Linked DNA regions of Mus musculus: regions 2, 3, 4, 5, 6 and 7 are each linked to region 1. The links are chromatin contacts, called in public HiChIP or PLAC-seq and promoter capture Hi-C maps. All regions are on one chromosome and are shown on one strand. The core of a region is the stretch at or near the end of the contact, and the rest is flanking DNA. Distances in the headings are between cores, read along the strand shown. Region 1 holds the start of Dnajc11 (DnaJ heat shock protein family (Hsp40) member C11). Region 2 holds the start of Prxl2b (peroxiredoxin like 2B). Region 3 holds the start of Tprgl (transformation related protein 63 regulated like). Region 4 holds the start of Trp73 (transformation related protein 73). Region 5 holds the start of Lrrc47 (leucine rich repeat containing 47). Region 6 holds the start of Cep104 (centrosomal protein 104). Region 7 holds the start of A430005L14Rik (RIKEN cDNA A430005L14 gene).

Region 1 (3,163 bases), core at 398-2,897:
CACACCTAGATGTCTCCCGCCAAAAGATCCTAAGAGGAGTGAGCACCTTGGAAGGGACGTGACACAGGCCCAGATGGCGCACATCTGGCCAAGAATTAGGATGAGAAAGAAATCAACCTCTCCTATCTGCAGACAGGTGTCGGGGTCTCCCAGGATACCAGCTTATGACGGGCAAGCGGATGGCTGTGTGGAGGAACAACAAGGACCCCTGAGAAAAGACTCAGGTCATGTGAACCAACAGGTGGAGGGGCCTACGCTGCTGCCCACCACTTGATAACATAATTTCAAAGACACTTAAAATATTTAGATTATTGTAACCAAGACGTTTTTAATAAGGCACCAAACAGCAGGCACCAGGTTGAAATCAATTAGACTCCACTGCTAAATTATACAGGAGAAATTTCCAGCAGAATGGCTCTGAGGTAGGAACCACAGGTATATATGCACGCCAGACGCAATTAAGAACCAAATGGATATTGCCTCCTCATTTATGCGGCAGGGAAAAAAAAAAAAAAAAAAAAGGCCAGGTGCTCCTACATTCAGGGCAATGGTTAAGAAAAGACAAAACATGACAGAAACAGAAGATAAGGCAGCCTCTGTGGACCACAAAGGGTGTAGGTAACCACTTTGAAGGTTTCCTGAGCACACATAAGTCAGCAAGTGGGTCCACCAGCGGCTTCCCTTGTGGGTGGGCCCCGGGAGAGATGCGTGCCTGGGCTCAGGGTGGCTTTACAACAGACTCCAAAACAGGGGAAGGAGCTCAGCCATCCCGGGTTCGCCGCCACCCAGAACCTGGGCCATAAGGGTCTTATGAGTGTGGTGCGGCCCTGTTGAATACTAACCCTGCCCATACAGATACACACACACCACATAACCCCATCACTTTCACAGCCGTAAACACACACACAATATGTCCACTCACACCCACACCCCCACTCACACACATACACTGACCCACACTTGAACACACATTTATAAACACACATCCACAACCCCACACATACACCACAACCCCACTCACACCCCCACCACACTCTCACAAACCCCATACGTGCTCATACACACACACACACACACACACATATCCCACACTCTCACACATCCCACACTCTCATACACACACACCACACCCCCACTTAAACACACGGGACACCCCCACTCATACACCCCACCCCACTCATACCCTCATCACACTCTCACAAACCCCACACACGCTTACACACACACACACACACACACACACACTTACACACAACACTCTCACGTACACCTTACACCCTCATACACACATCCCATGCATCCACTCATACACAAACACCACACACTCGTACACACACACATGCTTGTGTACACACCCACACATGCTGGTACACACATACACAGGTTTCACACACACACACACACACACACACACACAGACTGCACACACACACACACACACACACACACACACACACACACACACACACACACGAGAGGCTGGTATACATATACACCTCCCAGCTTCCGGCCTCGGCCGCGCGGGGGCGCAGTGCGCAGGCGCGTCCCAAGGGCTGCTGTGCGGCTCCGGGCCGCCAGGGGCCGCTGTGACGTGGGCGGGAGGCGCGCGGGAAGCGCTACGCAGCGCCGGACCCTCTTAACCACGGCCTCGCCGGTTTGGCGGGGTGAAAGGTTGCGAAGATGGCGACGGCCTTGAGCGAGGAGGAGCTGGACAATGAAGACTATTACTCACTGCTGAACGTGCGCAGGGAGGTGAGGCCCGCGGCGTGGCGTCGGCGAGGCTGAGGCCCGGCTCGGTGGTTCTGGACGGTCGGACGGGCGGCTCTGGCCCCGCAGCCGCCCCGGCAAGGCCACGGCCCGGCCCGGAGGCCGCGTGACCCCGCCGCCGTGTGCGCCTGCCAGCCGTCGAGCTGCCCGCACCGCCGCGACCCTCGCGCCCCGGCGCGGGTCCAGCGTCTGCCTGGCGCTCCGCGACCCGTGCATGGCGTGCACCGTGCCCAGGCCTGGCCCGGACCCGGACCCACGTACTTGCCGGAAGGGGGACGAGGACCCCGGGGCAGCCGCTGCAGTGGGGAACCAGGTCCCACGCTTCCCCTACATACTCCTACCCTAGGCTAGAGGGTAGGGTCATCAGCCTGAGCCAGGAGCTGGGCGATCGCAGCCCTGGACAGCAAGGTCAAGGCCACAGGGAGCCTCTCCAGGGTTCGGTCGGACCCTCAATCGCTGGTGCTTCCGAAGCAGAGGCTACCCTCCCAGGCTGGCGTTCGTGTCCTCCTCCGATCCCTTGAGCCTTTGCCCAGAAATCAGAGAGCAAGACCTCTCCAGCCTCGACTCGGGGGCCGTGGATGAGCAAGAAGTGCTAGGCCAGAGACGCACCGGCGCTCTGACCGCACTTCAGCATCCAGTGCTTGCCAGTGGATTCACGCGGTCTCCTCGAGAATAAAAAGTCACCCTTGAGGTCCGCACTGTCTGGCACGTGTATACCTCGCATACGTTCTTGTTCTCTATGGCTAGTCCGCACTTGAGCTCCGTCAGAGAAGGGTTCCCGGAAAGGCTTCCAAGGTCAGGTCACGAAAGGCATTCGAGAGGTCTGTGGCTGCTGGGTCCAAGTTGTCAGTCCTTCCACACAAGTCCCAATCCTGTCTTTTAGGGTTTCTGGTAAAGATCAAAAGTAAGGGAATTGTGCTAGCCTCAGCAAAGCTAACCCAGTTGCCAGTAAAAGTTGGTCTGTGTGCTAATAACCAATATCTTTCTGAGTGTTTTCTGCACAGCCACCTGCTGAAAGAACTGACTCAGTGTCTCTTTAAATTGTGATAGGCGCTCTCATAACAATCCAGTATGAATGAGTATATATGTATGTATACATATATATGTGTGTGTGTGTACATACATATGTGTGTATATATGTATGTATACATATATACATGTGTATATATATATTCAATCCAGTAATTATAATCGAGGGAACAAACAGGTGCAATTCGTCCCTGGGCAGTCTAACTCCAGAAACCCAGCTCTTGAACTCTACTGCCTCAGTTTACCATTCCACATACAGCAAAGCTCTTTGTCTCTATACTGTGCCCTGTATCAGCCACTGCTTACCACAGAAACTCCTCCAGGAAACGTTTCCTGGACTTCCAGGTTAGCAGTTGAATGAAACTGT
Region 2 (3,163 bases), core at 386-2,885, 3.0 Mb after region 1:
ATACCAACAGCTTTAGCCTGCAAAGACAGGAACGGGACTCAGGTCAGTCCCGGAGGGAATGCTGCAGGGATTCCCACCAATGCTCTCAAACCACAAACCTTGGAGGCTACATCACGAACAGGTTTTCCCAGGGCAGCTGGTAGGATGCTTAAGCTGTTGTACCTACAAAGACATAGATAGGGTCCCTAGTCCAGATTCTGGTGGAACACAAGTATCCACACCTGTTCCCAGTGTCCTGCCCCACCCACTTATCTAACCCAGGGCTCAGGCAGATCAGCAACCAGTCTAACTAGGCTCTACACAAGCCCTGAGAGCCCCCAGGTTGAATACAGCTAGCCTTGGGGGCCCTGGAGAGGTGGTGTGGAGTGTGGGGAATGAGCTCCAAGCTGGGTGTGCCCAGGGATCTCGCTTAGCCGGCACTGCCTATCATGACAGGCAGTCTGTGGCAACAGAGGACTGCAATGAGCCATGGCTAAGGCACTGGGCTCCAAGGTCCCTCCTGTTTATGAAATAGCAGACTTCTGAGGACAGGCCTGCCTTGGACCAACACCCATTAGAAGACTCAAAGAAGGGCTGGCTGAAGCACCAGTGTCAGTTTCCATGAGACAAACTGGAGAGCAGAGCAGATGGCAGTAGCAAGAAGGTACATAAGAGAGCGGTGGCCACTCTGTCCTCCTGTTGTCCCTGGTTAGACTCATGCCCACAAACAGTCACACTTACCGCTTGAAGCCCAGCTCCTTATAGATTTGCTTGCTCTCATCAAGGTAGAGTTCTAGAAAGGAAAGCCACAGCTATGTGCCCCAGGCTTCCTACAGTCTGTCCCCTCCACTTACTGTATCCAGCTCCACCCACCCAAGCCATGAGTAGCAAGGCAGGATTGAATGTCACCACTGCTTAAACGGGAAGGGCAAGAGTCACTGGGACTTTGCCACTAGGTCTGGGCACCAGCCAGGGCACAGGCTGAAGGCAGGGCAGGGAAGAGCTGCATATGCTGACACATGAATATGTTCTTGTTGGGCCTAGAAAGGGAGAGGTCAGCCCAGGCTCTGAGTCCGGGAAGAGTCGCACCTCCTGAGAAGTAACCACCATCCAGAAACTCCTGCAGGCCCAGGGCCTCAGGCCCCACGCCCACCAGGCGCACATCGTGTTGGTCCAGGATGCTCCGGAGGTTGCTGAGGTCCTGGGCGATCCAGCGGCACACCATGCAGCCGAAGCGTCGCAGACCGGCCACCACACAAGCTTTCTCCTGCCATAGGCTCCGCAGCTCCACAGCCTACAGAATGGATCGGTCAGGGGACATGGGCTCACCAACCCCCTATGCCCGGCAGCCTCACATGTCCCGCAGCGTGCTGCTCCAAGATTCGCAGCTGACTGGTCCTCCTGATGGTTCCTCTGTGGACCATGAGCTGTACCCACGCCCAGTACGCGAACTCATAGGACCCCTCAGGACCTCCACTCCAACCCATGTGAGTTGCCAAGGCTCTGGGCCAGGTATTAGGGGAGGCGTTCTCCGCCCTGCGCGAGCCAAATCTCACCTCCCCAGTCACTGCATGTTTCAAGACACACGCTCCTACGCGACCAAGGTCCACCACATTCATGGCCTCCTCCGTCCCTTTCTGCTCCACGGTCCCTTCTCGCAGCCTGGGGAGGCTCACTCTGTCCTGCGCAGCCTCTTCAGCCAGCCTATGCCCCGCCCATAATCCCGCCCCAGTCCTGGTGGGCACCACCTCCAGGGGGTTCAGGTCACATGACTGTGCGCTTGTCTCGCCCCAGGCTCCGCCCCTGATATTAGTATACAGGCACACCCTCTCTCCAAAGAGACAATCACTGCAGATCTCTTTGCCTAAGCCTAGGTTGTTCTCATATGTATAAGCTTATTAGCCAATGGCGTAGCAGGTAAAGCTCAATGGACAGTCTGCAAGCGGTGCGCCTGCGCAGAATGCGTTTGCGTGGCTCTCTAGCGTTTGCGTAGCTCTCCACTAGCATCAGGTGGTCCCTAGTAGTGCAGCAGGGTGGTAGAATTAGAGCCAAAAAGTTGAAACGGGGAATCGAACTCACAAATCACTAGTGTGAGGAACAGTAGGGCAGCCGGCACTTACAGTAGTGAAAGGACCAGCCTTTCCAAGTCTAAGTTCCTGCTTTGCATTTTCGCGAAATCCTATTAACTTCCATCGTAAAGTACCATTTCCTGCTGTGTGGATGTCAGTTTTTAAACTACGGGCTCTCATGTACAACAATCCAAAGGAGATAAACAGGAGCTCGCAGTGGTGTGTCCCTAGGAAGAGTAGAAGGCTCAGGAATCCACGTGTTCTGTCCTTTCCTCACTAAGTAAGCCCTGTGATGCTTTCTAGGGCCATGTTCAAGCATCTGACAGATGTAGAGGCTAGGAAAGGAAGAGAGCCACCACAAGATACCTAGCTGAGGCTGAACAGCCAGGCAGGAAGTTAGGAACCATACATATCACTGTGTCAAAAGGAGAAGCTAGAGAGATGGCTCAGTGGTTAAGAGCACTAGCTGCTCTTGCAGAGGGCCCACGGTTTGGTTCCCAGCATCCCTACAGCGACTCACAATCCTCTGCAAGTCCAGCTTGAGGGCATCTGATGCTCCCTTACGGTCTCTTCAGGCACCAGGCACTCACATTGGGCCCAAACCTATGCAAGCAAGAGTAGGCTGGGGAGGTGACTCGGTAAAATGACAGAGACCTGTAATCCCATGTCCTGGGGGAAGCAAAGGCATGAGAATCAGCAATAGACCTTGTCTCAAGAAATACGATTGAGAGGCACTGAGTAAAACACTCAACCGCTGGACTCCCCGGGCACACACAAGTGCACACAGGTGTGCAAAGGTACATTTTAAAAAAGGAAAGAAAATAAAGTTGCAGAATCAGGAGGAGCTGGTCCTGTAGAGCAACTGGTCCTGGAAGCACCACCAGAAGAAATCCAGAGATGGGGCTTCCTCTGCTTCCTGTTAAGTGTTGAGGGGTACAATGCGAGGGTCCCAGGAGCATGGGAAGATGTCTGCAGAAAGTGCTGCATGTTGAACAGGAAGAGCCAGCAGGCCCTTCCCTGAGGCTGCTCACTCACATATGCCTACACAGTGTGACAGAACCCACCTCGTCTTCATGGAGCCCCAGGTAAGACAGGTCATCAGGAGCAGAGGATTG
Region 3 (3,163 bases), core at 185-2,684, 2.2 Mb after region 1:
GTGGCCTTGGCCTGCTTACATGGCACAGAGACGCTGTCTTCTCGTCCATGCCAGCCATTGGGTGTTCTATGAAGGTGGCATAGGGCATGTTTGTAGACCAGGGGTTCCATCTGTTGATGAAGGAAGGGCGGCTCTGCTTGTCCCACTGAATGCGAACCCCAAAGCCTTCTCTCCTGATGGGGGAGGGGGAGAAAGCCTTGCTTACCACAGGAATACAACATTGCATTCAGTATCAGGGATGGCTGGGGAACCTGTGACCTAGTGTAACAATGGCCTCCACTAACAGCTTCACACACTTCCAAAGCGTAACAAGTTAATGAGCCTCCTTTGCAGCCTATGAAACCGGCACACAGTCCAACCTGGCCTAATTATGGCCGTGTTTGTTCTTAATGTTACTGAATGATGCTTAAGTTAGTAGCCATTAGCTTCCTGGAGTCCCTAGTCAAATAATTCTTTTATAGCAAGCCAACCAGTCTCTGAAGGCTGTTAGGTGTTTTGCGATGTATCGAATTTTTAGTAATACTGAGCACATGCCCTGTGTCTCCCTCCTGCTGGAGTTAAAACTCCCAGACTCCCTACATAGCTTATGACAGTGGGCTCTGATTCCATGTATCTTAACGGTATTTAAATGAATGGTTTTTAGTGGGGACAGAGTGGCCGACTGTGCCAGCATCCCTTTCAAGGAGGTACTGAGCAACCCGGAAATCACCAGCCTCTACTTAAAGGTCCTTTCCACTGGTTCTTCAAGATGAGACCTTTACCTCACAAGAGAGTGGGTCAATACCACTTACAGGATCCGCTGGGGCCCTGCCGTGTAGTGCGCTGGTGCACCTACTTGTTGAGCGACTTCGGAGGAAACTGGAATTCTCCACAGGAGATGGTGTCTACCGCGCTGAGCGCCACCCTGACCACCTGCTGGCACTGAAGGCTGATGAAGTCATATTTGCAGATGAGCAGCGACTGGTCGGTGACCAGCACCAGCCGCTCCTTCTCGTTGTTCCAGTGGTCCACCCTGGAGAGGAGAGGGGCCGCCCATCACCAAGAGCCCCGCCTGCCCCCGCCCGCCCCCGCCCAGTGTCCCCGCAGTCCCCTCGCGCCGGCTTACTCGGTCAGCAGCCACACCCCCTGGATCTCGCCGTCCTCCACGGGCCGTACCACGGCGCGGATCTCCTCGACCGCCTGCTCGATGGTGCCGGGCCGGAACACGAAGTACTCCTTGACGCGGGCGCGGCGTGTAGGGTCGTGGACGTTCAGCGGCCACAACGTCTGGCGCAGCGGTGTGCCCGCCCCAGGCCGGCCCGCACCCGCGTCCTCGCCGGCCGCCAGCACCGCCGTGGGGCTCGTGCCCGCCGAGTCCACCGTGTCCCGCAGCTGCAGCATCGCGCCGCCACCGGCAGCCTCCACCGACGGCCGCCGCCCCGGCGTCCGCCCGGCCGCGCCCCGCCCTCCCTCGTTCGCCTTGTGATTGGTTGAGTCCTGCAGAGCCCGCCTTCCGGACCCGCCTCCAGCTCCGTCGACTGCGTCTCGCGATTGGCTTTCCCCTAAGCTGTCTTCTGCAATTGGGTCTAAAGTGCTGCCGTTCATGATTACGGCGGCCCCTCCTGGGCCGGAAGCTGCCGCCACGCGCGGAGCCACTTCCTGTTTACAGGAAGGGCGAGTTAAAAAAAAAAAAAATGCCGGTCGGGGGTTCCTGGCTGAGAACGGGGAAAGGGACGCCATGGACTCGCGCGGAAGGGGGCACTTGGGGGCTCGTGCGTAGGGCGTTGCCCCGACAGTGTGTCCTCGCTTGGCTCCGTGCCCTTCACCTTCGGGCTTACGGTGCACTTCGGGCGGAGGTGTGCGGCGCACTTAGGAGGTGTGCATGCCTGGGGAGTGTGAAAGTGTGGGCATGGGTGTGTGCGCGTCTGAGGATTGTGAAAGCGTGGGAATGGGTGTGTGCGCGTCTGAGGATTGTGGACACTGTGTCGGGGCACCTCAGATAGAGGCTTCTCAGGAGTGTGCTGCACTCCTTGGGCGTGGTCACCTTGGGAGTGTGGGTTTATAGGGTGTGTGCACACTGGAGATAGGAGTGTGTGCAGGTCAGAGGTGGCTGTCAGAGGGTTCTTTATATTGGGCATGATACGCACAAGTAAGCTACCATGTCACCGAAGAGTGCTGCTGGGGCGGGGGGTGGGGGGAGTTGGAAGGAAACGCCGTAGGATGCTCTTGGGCCCTGCAGCTTCTCCCTGGGACAGAAGCCATGCGAGATGTCCCTGAGTTCCTGCTCCCACGGGGGTGCCAGCAGTGTGCCTGGGTTGATGGAGCTAATGGACCGCTATGATAGTGTGGCCCAAAAGTCTTTTCTAACAGTCACCAAGACATAGGTTAGACTCATCAGTGAATGACAGCCCAAGATACAGCTCAGGCCTGTAGTCTGTCTCCTGACCGTTGTGAGGGCTCCTTAGCCTGCTGGACCTTTTACAGTGTGGCTTCGTCAGAGAATCCAGTCCAATGAGGTCTCCGGGACACTGGTGGGAGCAGCCACGATGACGTGAATTCCCACAGAGGTTCCTGAGACCGCTGTGGATGTGAAGAGTGTGCTGAAAGCTGACAGAGAAAGGGGAGATGAATAGATAAGTGCATATAAGGCAATAAGCCAGGGATGGAGAGGTGGCTCAGCAGTTAAGAACACTGGCTGCGCCGGGCGTGGTGGCGCACGCCTTTAATCCCAGCACTCGGGAGGCAGAGGCAGGCAGATTTCTGAGTTCCAGGCCAGCCTGGTCTACATAGTGAGTTCCAGGACAGCCAGGGCTACACAGAGAAACCCTGTCTCGAAAAAAACCAAAAAAAAAAAAAAAAAAAATCAAGGAGGCTTCTACCTTTAGGGCTGGTAAGATGGCTCAGTTGGTAAGAGCACCCGACTGCTCTTCCGAAGGTCCAAAGTTCAAATCCCAGCAACCACATGGTGGCTCACAACCACCCGTAATGAGATCTGATGCCCTCTTCTGGTGCATCTGAAGACAGCTACAGTGTACTTACATATAATAAATAAATAAATAAATCTTTAAAAAAAAAAACAAAAAACACTGGCTGCTCTTCCAAAGGACTGGGGTTCAATCCCCAGCACCCACATGGCAGCTCACGACTCTTAACTCCAGGATCCAATACCCTTACACAGACTTAT
Region 4 (3,163 bases), core at 296-2,795, 2.2 Mb after region 1:
CTATAAGCTCTTTGAGAAAAGCAGTGCTATGACTCCATTTCGAAGATGGGTAAACTGAGGTTCTGAGGATTTAAGTAACTTGCTCAAGGTCCCAGGGCACAGAGAGTATTTGAACTCAGCATCTGACTTCTAATCCAGAATGTTGTCACACAGGGTGGCCATCAGAATGGGCAAGCCCTGCCTGTTCCACAGAGCCATCGCTAGAAGGACAACATTGCTCAGCATCCTGTCGTTAGTTACCTGTGCTTGATAGGCAGGCTCCCATAGGCCCGCCAGTAGCTCAAGACTAGTTAGTGGGTATGCAACACCTTTGAAACCGATTACCTGATTTTCAAAACTGCATACACAATCTATACAGTCATGGATGAGAAAATGTTAAATACTTATCTTTTGTTCACAAAGTAATGTTTTACATTTTTATTGAATAAATCAAAGGATGGGGGCGGGTGGGGGGCCGGGACAGCGTTTGCAACACACCAAGGATTCAGGATACATTTTGTCTCTGTTGAGTTTTTTTTCTAGAGCTAAACAGCAACACAAACAACGACCACGAAAACCAATCCGAGGCAGTGGAGCTCAGCAGGTAGAGGTGCTTGCTGCCTATCCTGGCCACTTGAGTAAATCTTTGAGACTGATAAAATGGAAAATGGGAATCGACTCCTAAAGATGTCCTCTGACCCGTGCACGACTCACACAGACACAATTTAACTTTTAAATGAAGAAAAACAACAACAACCTTCCCCCAAATATTGTTACGACCCAGGTCCCAAGTGCCCACTTAATTAATTAACAGACCTCAGCACATACAGGGAACCAAGTGTCTTGGGGCTCAGAAGTCAGAGCTTTTTTCCTGACACCACCACCCCCCCGCCCCCGCCCACGCACACATACGGGTGTGTATGTGGATAGGTGCCTACAGATGTTCTCATCTCTCAAGAGTGAGAAGGTGACAGCTGCCCAGTGGAGCAGGAGAGAGTGTGGGCTGCCCGGGTTCTCTACCTGGAAGACTAGGGAGGCTGGTGAGGCACCACAGTAAACTCATCACAGAACAGCAGTAACCCACCAGGACCCCACACCTTGGGACCAGCATAGAGGTTGGGCTCTAGTTGGCTTTCCTCTCTCTTAGTCTGCTTCCATAGCGGGACCTGAAAGGCCTTCTGCCTTACAGAGGTGGGGATTTGCATTCCTTGTGAGGTAGGATACCCACGCACCTCCCAACTTCCCCTATTACCAGACCCGAGCCCCAGAATCTCCGGGTATGGCGACTCCTTGCCACCTGTAGTGGACAGTGTGGGCAGGAGGCAGGTCCATGGGTTGCCGAGGTGCCAACTGCTTCTACTCCTAGCCTCACTCCGGCCGGCCCCTCCTGCCACTGACGCGGAGTCCCTGGGGCCGTTCACTCGGCTAGCACCCGGGCAGCCGCACACCCGAACTCCAGCCTCGGAGCCTCGTGCGAAATACCTGGCCCTAGCTCGGGTCCCAGAGCTGCCTACCTGCTCCGGGCCGGGCGTCGGCGTCGGCGAGGGCTGGGCTGCAGCGTTGCCTCCTCGCCTGGATGCGGGACGGCGGGTTATAAGGGTGCGGAGCAGGGAGGCGGCGGCGAGGGGACTGCCGCAGGCTTAGCGCCTTTCTTGGCGGACCGGCGGGAAGGCAGCGCGGGCACTCAGCCGTGGCGGGAGGAGGGCCGGCCACCCGGGCCCCTGGCTCCCACGCGCGCCCCGCCTCCCCAGCTGGCTCTGCCCGAGTCGGGGTCTGGGCCCCGCTCCTCCCGCCTCCTTCCCGCCGCCGCTTGGCGCGCGTCGCCCAGCTAGCCCCAGCGGGGTCTCCTCCTCCGCGGGGCCCGCAAGCTGGTAGCCGGAGTCTTGGTCGAAGCGGGACCGGACCGCGACCTTTGGCGGGGCTCAGGGCGCCAGGAAGGGTGCGCAGGCGCCGAGGGGGTGGACACAGGGCGCCCGACGCCCTGTACTCCCTCTGACTCTCTCCTCCGCCTTCTCCCCAGATGCCCATCTACCCCGATCCCCCTCGCTGCCCTTACTGTCCTAAGCCTGCAACCCAGGGGCTCAGGAGTGCCCTCAGCGGGGTGGCTGCGCCTCTTCCAGGGCTCGCCCCGGCCTGAGAAAACCGAGAGGACCGACTGAAACTGAACATTGAAAGCCCCGGAGGAGAACCGTTGTCGTTCGGCCAGCACCAGCGGGGTTCCGTCTCTGAGAACGGCTCGAAGCCCCCCTCGATTTGCCTGGCAGAGACCACAGCCCGCCTGGAAAGAGGGTCGAGCGCAGACCCTCTGGGTTGGACTCTTCAAAGTCCAGCCAGAAGTTGCGCCTCCTGATACCTACACACCCCGGGGGCCACGGCCTGCAGTCCGGGTTTCCTAGCCCAGGGTATCAGAGTCTTTCCTTGGATTGGTGTGCTAGGCGATGCCCAACGGATGCCCACAAACTGTGCACATAGAGCGGCTCGGAGTTAGTCAGGGGACTCTTCTCTGGCTCAAGAAGTCTTCTTCACCACCCGCCATCTCCCCTCTGGGCAAGTGAGCGGTCTCCGGTGCCCTCATCTACCACGCAGACCCGTAGTCTGGCGCACAGAAGGAGTTGGGTCCTTGTGGGACCCCTTAGTGGCACTGCAGAGTGGTCCTTGCCCAAGGTGTTCCCACATGCCCTGGAAGTCGCTTTAGTGCAGCTAGTGGCGTTGCAAGGGAGGTGGGTTGGAGCAGACCGAATCTCTCTCGAACTCGAAAGCCTGACCTGGTGTTAGGCCAATAGCTACGAGGAGTAATTATTTGCGAGCTGCAGATTAGAGACAAAGATGAATACCAAGCAAGAGTTTGGGACTGGTTGGGAACAGAAAATGCCAGGACGCTGGCCGCGCACTCTGCAGATCCTCTCCGAATGGTGCAAGCACCGCCATTCATTCATTCATTCATTCATTCATTCATTCATTCGTGGAAATTAGATGCAGCGGTGCGGAAGAGACTGGGAGCTATGAGCTGGACCGAGCAATACTAGATTCCGGTCTTTCAGAATTCGGAACTTAGCTCCAAAGGCAGTGGCTGAGCCTTAAGTGATCCTCTGAAGCTTTGGGTGCAGACAGGAACATCCAACCTCCCGAATGACACCGGAATGGGGAGCCTTGTGGGGCACAGGACGCGGGGTGCTGCGCGAGG
Region 5 (3,163 bases), core at 425-2,924, 2.1 Mb after region 1:
ACCAAAGATCACATAGAGGGCTCTGACCAAAAAGGGGTGGGGGGAGACTTTCAAGGTAAAGTCAACAAAGACGTCGTGTCTTCCAGAGACCTCTTACACTCAGTTCACTTCAGGAACAGTTAGTAAAAGAGCAAACACCACACCTTCAGCCCAGTCTAAAACCCAAGATGGGGAGAGTATAATTGCTTCTGAATATACAACAGCACTTCCCAATGCTGCCTTGGCAAGTTAGTTCCCACTGGCTTCCCACACCACAAAGGCTTCACCTTACAGTCCTGTTGCGCCGAGGTCTGGTACAGGTCTTCGTAGGCTAAGACACGCATGAGGTCCATTCCTTCCTGGCGGAGAATCCATTTGCTTGTCTTTTCCAAATCTCTGTGGCTGTCTCTGTAGCAACTCCAGTCTGAAGCTGTCACTGTTCATCTTTCTGCTCCCTTCTCTCCTGCTTCTCTTTTAAAGACCCGTGATGGTGTGTGGGGCCTTCCTATTTGCATGGGTTATGCTCTACATAACTGCAGCCATCCTGAGCCATAAGCACCACAAGTGTCTCCTGCCCCCAGTCACCCTGGCTGGGTTTTCCTGCATAGTTCCTAGCAAGCCACAAATAAGATTATTAATCATAATCCAGGCTCCACAGATGTGCCTGCCTTCTATACTATCTTAATGCCAAGTGCATTCCAGTTGCAATGCAGTGAGTTTGTCCTGGCCCATTACTTCTAACCACAGGGCCTCATCCTGGAGCATTAATTAGTACCTATGGAAACGTGTTAGCTCTGTCTTCTAAGGAAGACCGAAGATAAAACAACTTCAACCTCTGCGACTACCTTACAAAACCAAAACATAAGGTGGTTGGATCACACCCTGGCCCGGGACTGCTCCAACCCCCAGTACTGGGGATTGAGCCTTAGGCTGACATGTTTCTACCAACTGGACTACCTCTTGTTGCCTGTCCCAAGGCTTATGTACCTTGAAGACAAACCTGGGGACGGGGGCGCTCTGGAGCCCTTTATCTTTTTTTCCCCCTTGTTCCAGTATACCATATTAATTAAATCTTTCTTGTTGCCTGTTTTATTATTTTTTAAATATGGTCTCAGTCGCCCAGGTTGACCTCAAACTTGCTATAAAGTCAAGCTCCTTTGTTTGTGTTTTGTTTTGTTTTGTTTTTCGAGACAGGGCTTCTCAGTATAGCCCTGGCTGTCCTGGAACTCACTCTGTAGACCAGGCTGGCCTCAGAAATCCACTTGCCTCTGCCTCCCAAGTGCTGGGATTAAAGGCACCACTGCCCGGCTAGTGAATTCCTTCCTTAACCTTAACCCTCGACCAGCTGAGCGCTTGGGATGACAGGTGTGTGCACCACCATGCCCCATTTACACTGTGCTGGGAATCAAACAGAGCTTCATGTATGCCAAACAAGCGCTCTACTAACTAAGCTACAACCCCAGAATAATCGTGTCTTTAGTTGGTATCTGGGGGGTGGGAAAGGTGACCACCTAACCTGTGGGACTCCACGCAGCCACACTACACAGCCAGTGTGAAGCTGAGGCTAAAAACAGAGCCGCCCCACACACCCGTCCCACAAACCCCTTGCGTCCAGACTCTCTGGCGAGCGCGTGTTCTCTCTATGGTCATTTCCGGCTCCCGCCGGAAGTGTGGCGCCGCACTCCGGAAGCGGCGCACGGGCGGCGCGATGGCGGCGGCGGCGATGGCCGTGTCCGAGGCCTGGCCGGAGCTGGAGCTGGCCGAGCGCGAGCGGCGGCGCGAGCTGCTGCTGACCGGGCCCGGGCTGGAGGAGCGGGTGAAGGCGGCGGGCGGGCGGCTTCCGCCGCGGCTCTTCACGCTGCCGCTGCTGCACTACCTGGAGGTGAGCGGCTGCGGCAGCCTGCGCGCGCCGGGGCCCGGCCTCGCGCAGGGCCTCCCGCAGCTGCACAGCCTGGTGCTGCGGCGCAACGCGCTGGGGCCGGGCCTGAGCCCCGAGCTGGGGCCGCTGCCCGCGCTGCGCGTCCTCGACCTGTCCGGCAACGCGTTGGAGACGCTGCCGCCCGGCGAGGGCCTGGGCCCCGCCGAGCCCCCCGGACTACCGCAGCTGCAGAGCCTCAACCTCAGCGGCAACCGCCTGCGCGAGCTGCCCGCCGACCTGGCGCGCTGCGCCCCTCGCCTGCAGAGCCTCAATCTCACCGGCAACCGCCTGGACGCCTTTCCCCCCGAGCTCTTCCGGCCAGGAGCTCTGCCCCTGCTCAGTGAGCTGGCAGCTGCCGACAACTGCCTGCGGGAGCTCAGCCCAGACATCGCGCATCTTGCCTCGCTCAAGGTCAGTGGGACCCGAGGGGAGGGAGACGCGCGCCCTGCTGTCCCTCCTTGGAGGATGTCTTTGCCCCCGCAACCGGTCCGTCTCCTCTCAGTTCTCAGACCTGCGAGCTCAGAGGTCTCTGGACGTGTGGCAGTTTAAAAGTTGCTATCAATGTTAGACTTCTCATGTGGGAAGAAATTCAAGAGCAGAGAGCCAGGTGTGGCGCGCGTGTGTGCGTGTGCGTAACTGATTGGGTTTCCAAATGGCGGAGCGTCCAGACAAGGCACAAAATCACGCATAACAACAGCCTTCAGTGGGCGGGATCATGGCTTCCGTTTTATAGAGAGCCGAAGTGCTTACCCAAAGCCAACAGCACACCTAGAGTTTTCTTCGGGGCTGCCTTGTGTAAGAGATTGGCTTCTTTGTGGTCCCAGGCTCCCGTTGTGCCTGACGCCCACCAGGTGCTCATTGTGTGTTGAGTGAGGGGTGAGAAGGCAGAAGATGCAAAGCCACAACCTGACCTGACTCCACTCTAGGATCTCCACAGTCCAGTCCTGTCATCTGGCCATGTCAGTTCCCCTACCACACCCCCTCCATCACACCCCCTACCCTTTGTATTCTTGGTAGCGCCAGCCTGTGTGTCTTCTCATCCTTGAGTTTATGCAGCCCTTTCCTAATGATGGATTGGCAAGGAAATTTGCTCTTGAGAGATCAGAGCTCACCTTGCTAGTATTCGTGTGTGTGTGTGTGTGTGTGTGTGTGTGTGTGTGTTTAATTAAGACACCTGTCCCTCCCTCCTCGCTCTCGCTCTTGCTTTCTCGGGGTGGGGGTGTGGAGAGATAGGCCAGCGAGTCTACAAGATGATACTCCCTGAGG
Region 6 (3,163 bases), core at 167-2,666, 2.0 Mb after region 1:
CCTGCCCTGCCCTGCCCTGCCCTGCCCTGCCCTGCCCTGCCCTGCCCTGCCCTGCCCAGCCCAGCCCAGCCCAACCCAGCACAGCACAGCACAGCACAGCACACCACAGCACAGCACAGCACAGCACACCACAGCACAGCACAGCACACCACAGCACAGCACAGCACAGCACAGCACAGCACAGCACAGCACACCACAGCACAGCACAGCACACCACAGCACAGCACAGCACAGCACAGCAGCACCGACCCCAGTCTCAATCCTTCCCTTGCCCTTGGCAGTTTCAAAATTAAAATCAAAGTTCTTCAGCAAAAGCTTTTGGCATTCAGAGCCTTTAACCAGATCTTCTGGGTTCCTGCCCGGGCCCCTCGACGAGGCTTTAAACCGTGTAGGTCCCTCCCATCTCCAAAGTGTTCCTACTCACAGCCATGCCAGGTCTCGCCAGCGGTGAGCAATAGGAGCTCAGCGTCGTTGGGAAGGCCCGGGAAGCAGTCGTCCGTCACCTCCGTGCCATCTTCGTACAGGCACAGCCGGGAACCGGGCATCGGGAGCTGGAGGACAAGAAGATCAGCTTGTCCCACAACAGTCTTGGCTTCCAGACAGCCAGCTCTGCGTACTGTAGAAGCCTAGCGCCTGTCCAAGCCCACCCAAGAGGATGGAAATCGTAGGGGTGGAAGCCAAGGTGCCCGCCGCGCAGTGCTTGCCCGGAATGCAAGACCCACCTGGAAGCGGACGCAGCCCTTACGCAGCAGCTCCTGGCAGCTCCGGGCCGCCACGCCGAACTTGCAGGCGCTATGTAGGGCTCGCAACTTGACGCATTTGGGTTGGCGGAGCACCGCGCACATTGCAGGGCTGCGGTACCGTAGCGACACTGGACTTGTAACGTTCCTGCCCGGAACTGTGGTGCGTAGACGCGGCCCGGAACTCTTTTCTCTACGTAGGTAGGTGCAACCGGAAACGTCCGACTGCAGGACCTGTCCCCAGCCAGAATCCTCGAGGCCTGGATGCGCACGCAGGCGCCGGCGGGCGGACGCGCAGGCGTACCGCGCGGGCCGGCCTGGTTGCTATGGGAGCGCAGCTGCGGCCCGGGCCCTGGGCAGAGGCAGCCCGGGCTGCTCCTCTGCTGCCCTCCTCAGAGGCCCGGGGTGGGGGCGGCTGGACCGAGACCCCTCCGAAGATAGCGGAGGCCGACATCGCAGCGGCCCCGCCTGGTCGTTTCCGCGGCGCTCTGTGACCCTGCGTGGCCTCGGTCTTCGGCAGGCACCCGGGGCGGAGGCTCCCTGACACCTGGCCTTGGAGGGACTGCGCGGCCAGTGCCTGTTCCAGGCCTCCCTGCAGCGCATCTCAGCCTTCGTGTCCGGAATCGGATTCGAGCCCCGCCTTGTCCTCGTCTGCATGCGTTACTGAACAGGAGCAGTTGCCACGAGACTAAAGACTGTAGCTCTGGCTCCGGGTAGGCTACACTTCGATCCGTGTCGTTTGGGGGTTTTGTTTGTTCGCTGGGTTTGGTTTGTTGTGCTTTTTAAGCGTTAAGATTCTCTAAAGCACTCTCAGTCCTTAAAATTACTTGGCCCCAGATCATTACTTAATATTGTAACATTTACGTTTTCTTGAAAAGAAAACTGGAAACACTTTTCATATCCTTGTAACAAAATGTTTGGAAGTTGCTACATTGAGTTCGGGTTTCTGGTTGGAAAGATGACAGGGTAAGTTCATAACCAAAAATAGAAGAGTTGGGGCTTAGTTTATAAGCAATGCTAGGGTAAATGTCAATTGACACTGCTGGCTGTGGCTGCCCTAGTGGCAGCTGGAACACCAGCCGCCTGTGGTAACCAGCTAGTAACACAGCATTGCACAGATCCAGATCTGTGGTGGGCTTTGTGAGGCGGGAAGGAACAGGAGGTGGAAGGGCTCCAGTGAGTGCATCGGCTGAAAATGTACATTTTGTAGATGTCCTTATTGAGGCCCCAGTGTTTTGGCCACGCTGCCCCCACAGCCCTCCTGCAGGGATCTTCAGTACCCGTACTTTGTTTTAGTTTTATTGGGCATACACTTGTATCTGCTGTTAACATTCTGTTCTATGCACCACAGAGACGAGGTAGACAGACCTGATTTTTGTTTGTTTGTTTGTTTGCTTGCTTGTTTTTTGGTTTTTGTTTTTTTTTTTTTTTTTTTGAGACTGTCTCACTGTGTAGCCCTAGAACTACTACATATAGACCATACTGACCTCAAACTCCGAGATCCTCCAAGTTCTGGGATCAAAGGCATGCACTACCACACCTGACACGGGCTCTTGAAGACACAGGGTCTGGTCAAGGCACTGGAGAAGTTCGTTAGATTTGACTATTCTCTAGAATTCAAGTCATAACCGGGCATAGTGTCACATACCTTTAATCCTAGTACTTGGGATGCAGAGGCAGGAGAATCTCTGTGAGTTTGAGGCCAGTCTAGACTACATAACAAGTTCTAGGCCAGTCAGGCCTAAATAAGAGACTCTGTCCCAAAAATAAAAACAAACAAAAAAAAAATCCAAGACAAGAATGGAGACTGGGGAAACAAGGTGTCCGGTCATAATTAGCACTTCTACTCCTACAATGGGGCTGCCTAGGGTTTTAAAATTAAGACCTGGAGAGGGGTGATCAAAGTTGGATTTAAAGAATGTTTGTCTTGACAGGAGCATAGGTTGAACGGGCAGTTGTACCCATCTGGAATAGAGATAAGGAAGAAGGGTGGAATCCAGTAATCCTTCATACCGTGCTGCCCTCTTGTGCTAAAGGGGAGGATGGTGGTTGAGGGAGATCAGCTCGGGGTTCAGAACCTGTGTGAACTAGGAGTGTAGCCTCACAGATTAAAGGAGAAGCATGCCAAGTCACCCAGCTATGCTTATCACTGCTCTCCGCTATTTTCTGGGTCAGTCTCCTCTACTCTGCTGCCGTTACAGCCACAGGGAACTCATGTAGCATCTTTAACAGTGACTTGCCATTCTAACTCTTAATAATTTAATACATACATACCCCAAAACACCAGCAAATGCCAGACAGGCATTGATTCTTGGGATGGTCCTTTTCAAATCCAGTGGAAGAGAAAGATCTAGATTACACATCAAGTGTGTTCACATGAGCCGGATTTCCTGTGGGATAGTTTGGATGTCAGAGTCTATAGA
Region 7 (3,163 bases), core at 445-2,944, 2.0 Mb after region 1:
GCAGTACGTCTCCTGACAGACACCAACCCCAAAACCCGATAGAAGCAGGAACTGGCTGCTCCTGAGCACACTGAACAACAGAGAGAAATCACTGTCCTTGCTTAGAATTAACCACAGTGACGACCTGGCAGGTTCCTTGTGTCACGGCGCATGCTGGTTTTTAATGGCTGGCTGCGATTATATTAATTTCCTTTCCAATGGATTTCCTGCCAGTCACACATCTGCCAGTCCCCTTCCAAGTGTCGTGAGAAGTAACGGTAAAGATGCATGAGGCTGAGGAGGAGGGAACACCAACCAGGAAGGTGAGCAGAGGGCACCAGCATGCTGAAGCGGCAAGGTGCTTGGCTCCCTGCCCAAAGCCTAATCTCCCAGCAGCCTGATCCATCCATCTGTAATACTTAGAGGGGCTTTTCTAAAGACAGAGGAGCCTGTGCAGCTCTGCAGTGCAGACGGTATCTTTACATGCTTGTCTCCTTTTTATTGCACTGAAGAGAGGAGTGGGCTTGGAGAGAGGAGCAGGCTTGGAGAGAGAGAGGAGTGGGCTTGGAGAGAGCTGGTCAGGCAGAGCAGAGGACAAGGACTTCCAGGATGTAAGGGAAACCAAACCCTAGAGCAGTTTACTCTCTGGTCTCACCCTTAAGATGTCAAAACAGTGATGTCTGTCTGGTTCATTTTGTGAGTTCTGCGACCAGGGTTACCTGTCCAGGCTGTCCAGCAGGACCAGAGGCTGAGGCCAAAGGTTTCATGTGTATTTGAAGCTAATTATAATATTTATCATCATTATTATTGATGTGTTTATAAAAAGATAAAGACAGAAAGAATATGTCCTATAGGGGTGTGGTGAGGTTTAGAGGAAGGGAATGTCTCAGCGGGCCCATGCTGAGGCATCCCTTCCTCCTGAGGGAGCAGCCACACGATGGTATAGTATAGAATAGAGTTTATTCAAGGTAGACAGGAGTTAAGAGGGTAATTGAGGCAGAGAAAGGCAGAGAGAGGGAGAGAGTAGAGAAGTAGAGGCCAGCCATGGCTATGAGCACTTGGAGAGAGTGGAAAGGGAAGGGAATGGGGAAGGGGAGAGCAAGAGCAAGGAAGAGAAGCAAGAGGGAAGCAAGACTAAGAGAGGGAGGAGGGGACAAGCAGCCCCTATAAAAGTGGGTCAGGCCAGTTAACTGTGGGGAGGAGCATATTGTGGGTGGAGTTTAGACAGAATGCTAACAATTTGTTATTATATTTATTGAGATGGGGAGTAACTCGGGAGTGTCAGTAATTGTCAGAGGATACGTAGCAAGAGTCTCCTCTCTCTTCCCACCATAGAGTTCACACGTGGACTGTGAGGTGCCGGCAGATGGCAGAGCTAGGCCGGTCTAACGCCTCCCTCGGGGTGAAGGGGAACCCGAGCTGAAGGTGGCCTGAGACCCGAGAGCACAGGCCTGCAGCAAGGCAGCCGCCCTTCTCAAACATGGCGGCGACGGGGGTCCCAGGGATGTGCCCTTCCCAAACATGGCGGCCAAAACGGGCGGGCCTCCGCGCGAAGGAGACGTCCCTTTCCCAGCGTGGCGGGAACCTTGCCCAGCTTCCGGCGCTCCGCCCGCGGCTCGCCGTCCGTCGGGGAGGCGCGCGCTGCCCGCTCTGCACGCGGAGAGCACGTGACCTGGAGACGCCGGCCCCTGATTGGTGACGTGGCGATGACATCAGACGCCGCGCGCGCGCTCAGAGCCGCGCGATTGAGACTTGGCGGAGGAGCGTTAGGCCGGGGCGCTCACTCATGAGGAGCAGGAAGGTGAGGGGCCCCCGCAGGCGGGGTGCGCGCCGCCGAGCCGCACTCTCCCAGGGGAGCCGGCGGGGGGCGGGCGCCTCGAGCCCCGCCCCTGGGAGGGGAACCCGCACTCCAGGCACCTCCACCCGCCCCAGGCGCGGGGCTCCAGGCTCGCTCCCCGGGGTGAGGGCCACCGGGACCCGAGCTTTGCCCTCGGCCGTGCGGGCTACTGCCCGGGCTTCCTGGCCTCTCGCACTGCCCACAGATGGGCGTGCTGCAGCCGAGCGAGCTCAGCCAAGCCCCTGTGTCGTGTGTAACCTGGGCTGAGGGCGGGCAGTGGGACGGGAGCTAGGGTGACTGGGACCTAAACCCCGGCTGCAAAGGGTCTCTGGCCGAACGAGCATGGCAGGGACAGTGAGTCCCTTAGCCTGAAGTGTGTCTGCCCTGCACCGCTAGCCAAAGTCCAGGCTGACGTCCCTGCCTCTTGCGTTGCGCAGACGTTTGTGTGTAGCGAGGCTGACAATAACTGTTCCCCGTGTCAGTGGTCATGGTTGCTGCCCCTCCCTTGCATAAGGAGACTTTATTAAGGTTTAATAGTTCCCCGCTGTGTTTTTTACTTCTTTGCGCGCCTCGGTTCCAGTGAGACACAGAAGGGTCTAACTCTTGTGAGGTTCTCTCCCACTTTCCGTTAGCTGTCTGTTGACAGTGCAGCCTTGCAATCCTTACTTTACCCTTTGCAGCCACTTCCTCAGGCCAGCAAGGGCCCCTCGGACCCTCCCCCTTTGTTTGTTCCTGCCTGTTGCTAGCACGTGCCTCTTTTGCCTGTTCAGAGAAGTATGTTTAAGATAATTTTATGTTAGGGACTTTCCTTGGGGGTCGAGGGTGCCCTTTGTACCTGGATTACTGATTGGGTCCTTAGCTTCAGCTAGAACTCCCGGTGGTTCTAAAGCAACACCCCCTCCCCCCTCCACACACACACCCATTTGCATCTGGAAATTCCTTTATTCTCACCTTCATCTTAGAGGACAGGTTTTCTGGGTATGGATTTTCTTAGCTGGCATTTTGTTTCGTGCAGGTAGTGATCTCACCGTGGTTCACATACTGTTTCTGCAGAATAAGCAGTTGTTTTTTACTGGTACCTCCAGGATGAGAACTGCCCCGGGAGGTGGCCTGGCCATGTGTTTATTATCCTCTCCCTCCTGTGTCACAAACTTCCCAGTCACAGGTTATTGTTTTCAACGAACAGGAGGCTTTCAACCATTCTGTCTTCAAATACTTTTTTCTGCTTTTTCTACTTTCTGGTTGTCCCTTACATGTATGTGTGCTGGTGTGTGAGTTAAGGCCAGCCTAGGCTACCTAGGAAGTTCTAGGTCAGCTGGGGCAATAAGATATGTGACACAGTTGTGT

The links. Promoter capture Hi-C pulls out the DNA fragments that hold promoters and counts their contacts. HiChIP or PLAC-seq counts read pairs in DNA pulled down with a chosen protein or histone mark.
Region 2: a promoter capture Hi-C map of the C10 cell line shows a contact between it and region 1, with 5 times the contacts expected there. The contact joins the promoter of Prxl2b here to the promoter of Dnajc11 in region 1. A contact is called at or near these places in 4 of 39 promoter capture datasets (the C10 cell line, hippocampal neurons, liver and 1 more).
Region 3: an H3K27ac HiChIP or PLAC-seq map of thymic regulatory T cells shows a contact between it and region 1, with 14 times the contacts expected there. The contact joins the promoter of Tprgl here to the promoter of Dnajc11 in region 1. A contact is called at or near these places in 4 of 39 promoter capture datasets (hematopoietic stem and progenitor cells, liver and pre-B cells) and 4 of 115 datasets of contacts at active chromatin or transcription factors (astrocytes, embryonic forebrain, large pre-B cells and 1 more).
Region 4: a contact with region 1 is called in a promoter capture Hi-C map of pre-B cells, with 4 times the contacts expected there. The contact joins the promoter of Trp73 here to the promoter of Dnajc11 in region 1. A contact is called at or near these places in 2 of 39 promoter capture datasets (liver and pre-B cells) and 2 of 115 datasets of contacts at active chromatin or transcription factors (astrocytes and embryonic forebrain).
Region 5: a contact with region 1 is called in a promoter capture Hi-C map of pre-B cells, with 10 times the contacts expected there. The contact joins the promoter of Lrrc47 here to the promoter of Dnajc11 in region 1. A contact is called at or near these places in 4 of 39 promoter capture datasets (erythroid cells, liver and pre-B cells), 2 of 484 Hi-C or Micro-C datasets (embryonic stem cells and neutrophils), 1 of 115 datasets of contacts at active chromatin or transcription factors (large pre-B cells) and 2 of 9 other capture datasets (adipose tissue and liver).
Region 6: a contact with region 1 is called in a promoter capture Hi-C map of pre-B cells, with 7 times the contacts expected there. The contact joins the promoter of Cep104 here to the promoter of Dnajc11 in region 1. A contact is called at or near these places in 7 of 39 promoter capture datasets (the C10 cell line, hematopoietic stem and progenitor cells, hippocampal neurons and 3 more), 3 of 115 datasets of contacts at active chromatin or transcription factors (acute myeloid leukemia, bone marrow-derived dendritic cells and large pre-B cells) and 3 of 9 other capture datasets (adipose tissue, liver and macrophages).
Region 7: a contact with region 1 is called in a promoter capture Hi-C map of pre-B cells. The contact joins the promoter of A430005L14Rik here to the promoter of Dnajc11 in region 1. A contact is called at or near these places in 3 of 39 promoter capture datasets (hippocampal neurons, liver and pre-B cells) and 1 of 484 Hi-C or Micro-C datasets (CD4 T cells).

What each region holds. Positions count from the first base shown.
Region 1 is chr4:151,932,073-151,935,235 of GRCm38.p6, forward strand. Dnajc11 (DnaJ heat shock protein family (Hsp40) member C11) reads left to right here and starts at 1,648. Exons shown (of 16, transcript NM_172704.3): 1 at 1,648-1,752. The coding sequence starts at 1,681.
Region 2 is chr4:154,897,408-154,900,570 of GRCm38.p6, forward strand. Prxl2b (peroxiredoxin like 2B) reads right to left here and starts at 1,636. Exons shown (of 7, transcript NM_025582.3): 1 at 1,536-1,636; 2 at 1,069-1,273; 3 at 721-772; 4 at 99-162; 5 at 1-17. The coding sequence starts at 1,598. It overlaps Gm52690 (a long non-coding RNA gene), which reads left to right and starts at 13. Exons shown (of 2, transcript XR_003955190.1): 1 at 13-643; 2 at 1,024-3,163.
Region 3 is chr4:154,159,250-154,162,412 of GRCm38.p6, forward strand. It overlaps Tprgl (transformation related protein 63 regulated like), which reads right to left and starts at 1,435. Exons shown (of 4, transcript NM_026388.2): 1 at 1,106-1,435; 2 at 836-1,012; 3 at 20-173. The coding sequence starts at 1,380.
Region 4 is chr4:154,138,330-154,141,492 of GRCm38.p6, forward strand. Trp73 (transformation related protein 73) reads right to left here and starts at 1,546. Exons shown (of 14, transcript NM_011642.4): 1 at 1,494-1,546.
Region 5 is chr4:154,010,129-154,013,291 of GRCm38.p6, forward strand. It overlaps Lrrc47 (leucine rich repeat containing 47), which reads left to right and starts at 1,675. Exons shown (of 7, transcript NM_201226.1): 1 at 1,675-2,308. The coding sequence starts at 1,688. Gm31566 (a long non-coding RNA gene) reads right to left here and starts at 1,133. Exons shown (of 8, transcript XR_391010.4): 1 at 267-1,133.
Region 6 is chr4:153,974,145-153,977,307 of GRCm38.p6, forward strand. It overlaps Cep104 (centrosomal protein 104), which reads left to right and starts at 1,417. Exons shown (of 22, transcript NM_177673.2): 1 at 1,417-1,453. It overlaps Dffb (DNA fragmentation factor, beta subunit), which reads right to left and starts at 937. Exons shown (of 7, transcript NM_007859.4): 1 at 723-937; 2 at 425-551. The coding sequence starts at 845.
Region 7 is chr4:153,955,543-153,958,705 of GRCm38.p6, forward strand. A430005L14Rik (RIKEN cDNA A430005L14 gene) reads left to right here and starts at 1,695. Exons shown (of 4, transcript NM_175287.4): 1 at 1,695-1,780. The coding sequence starts at 1,766.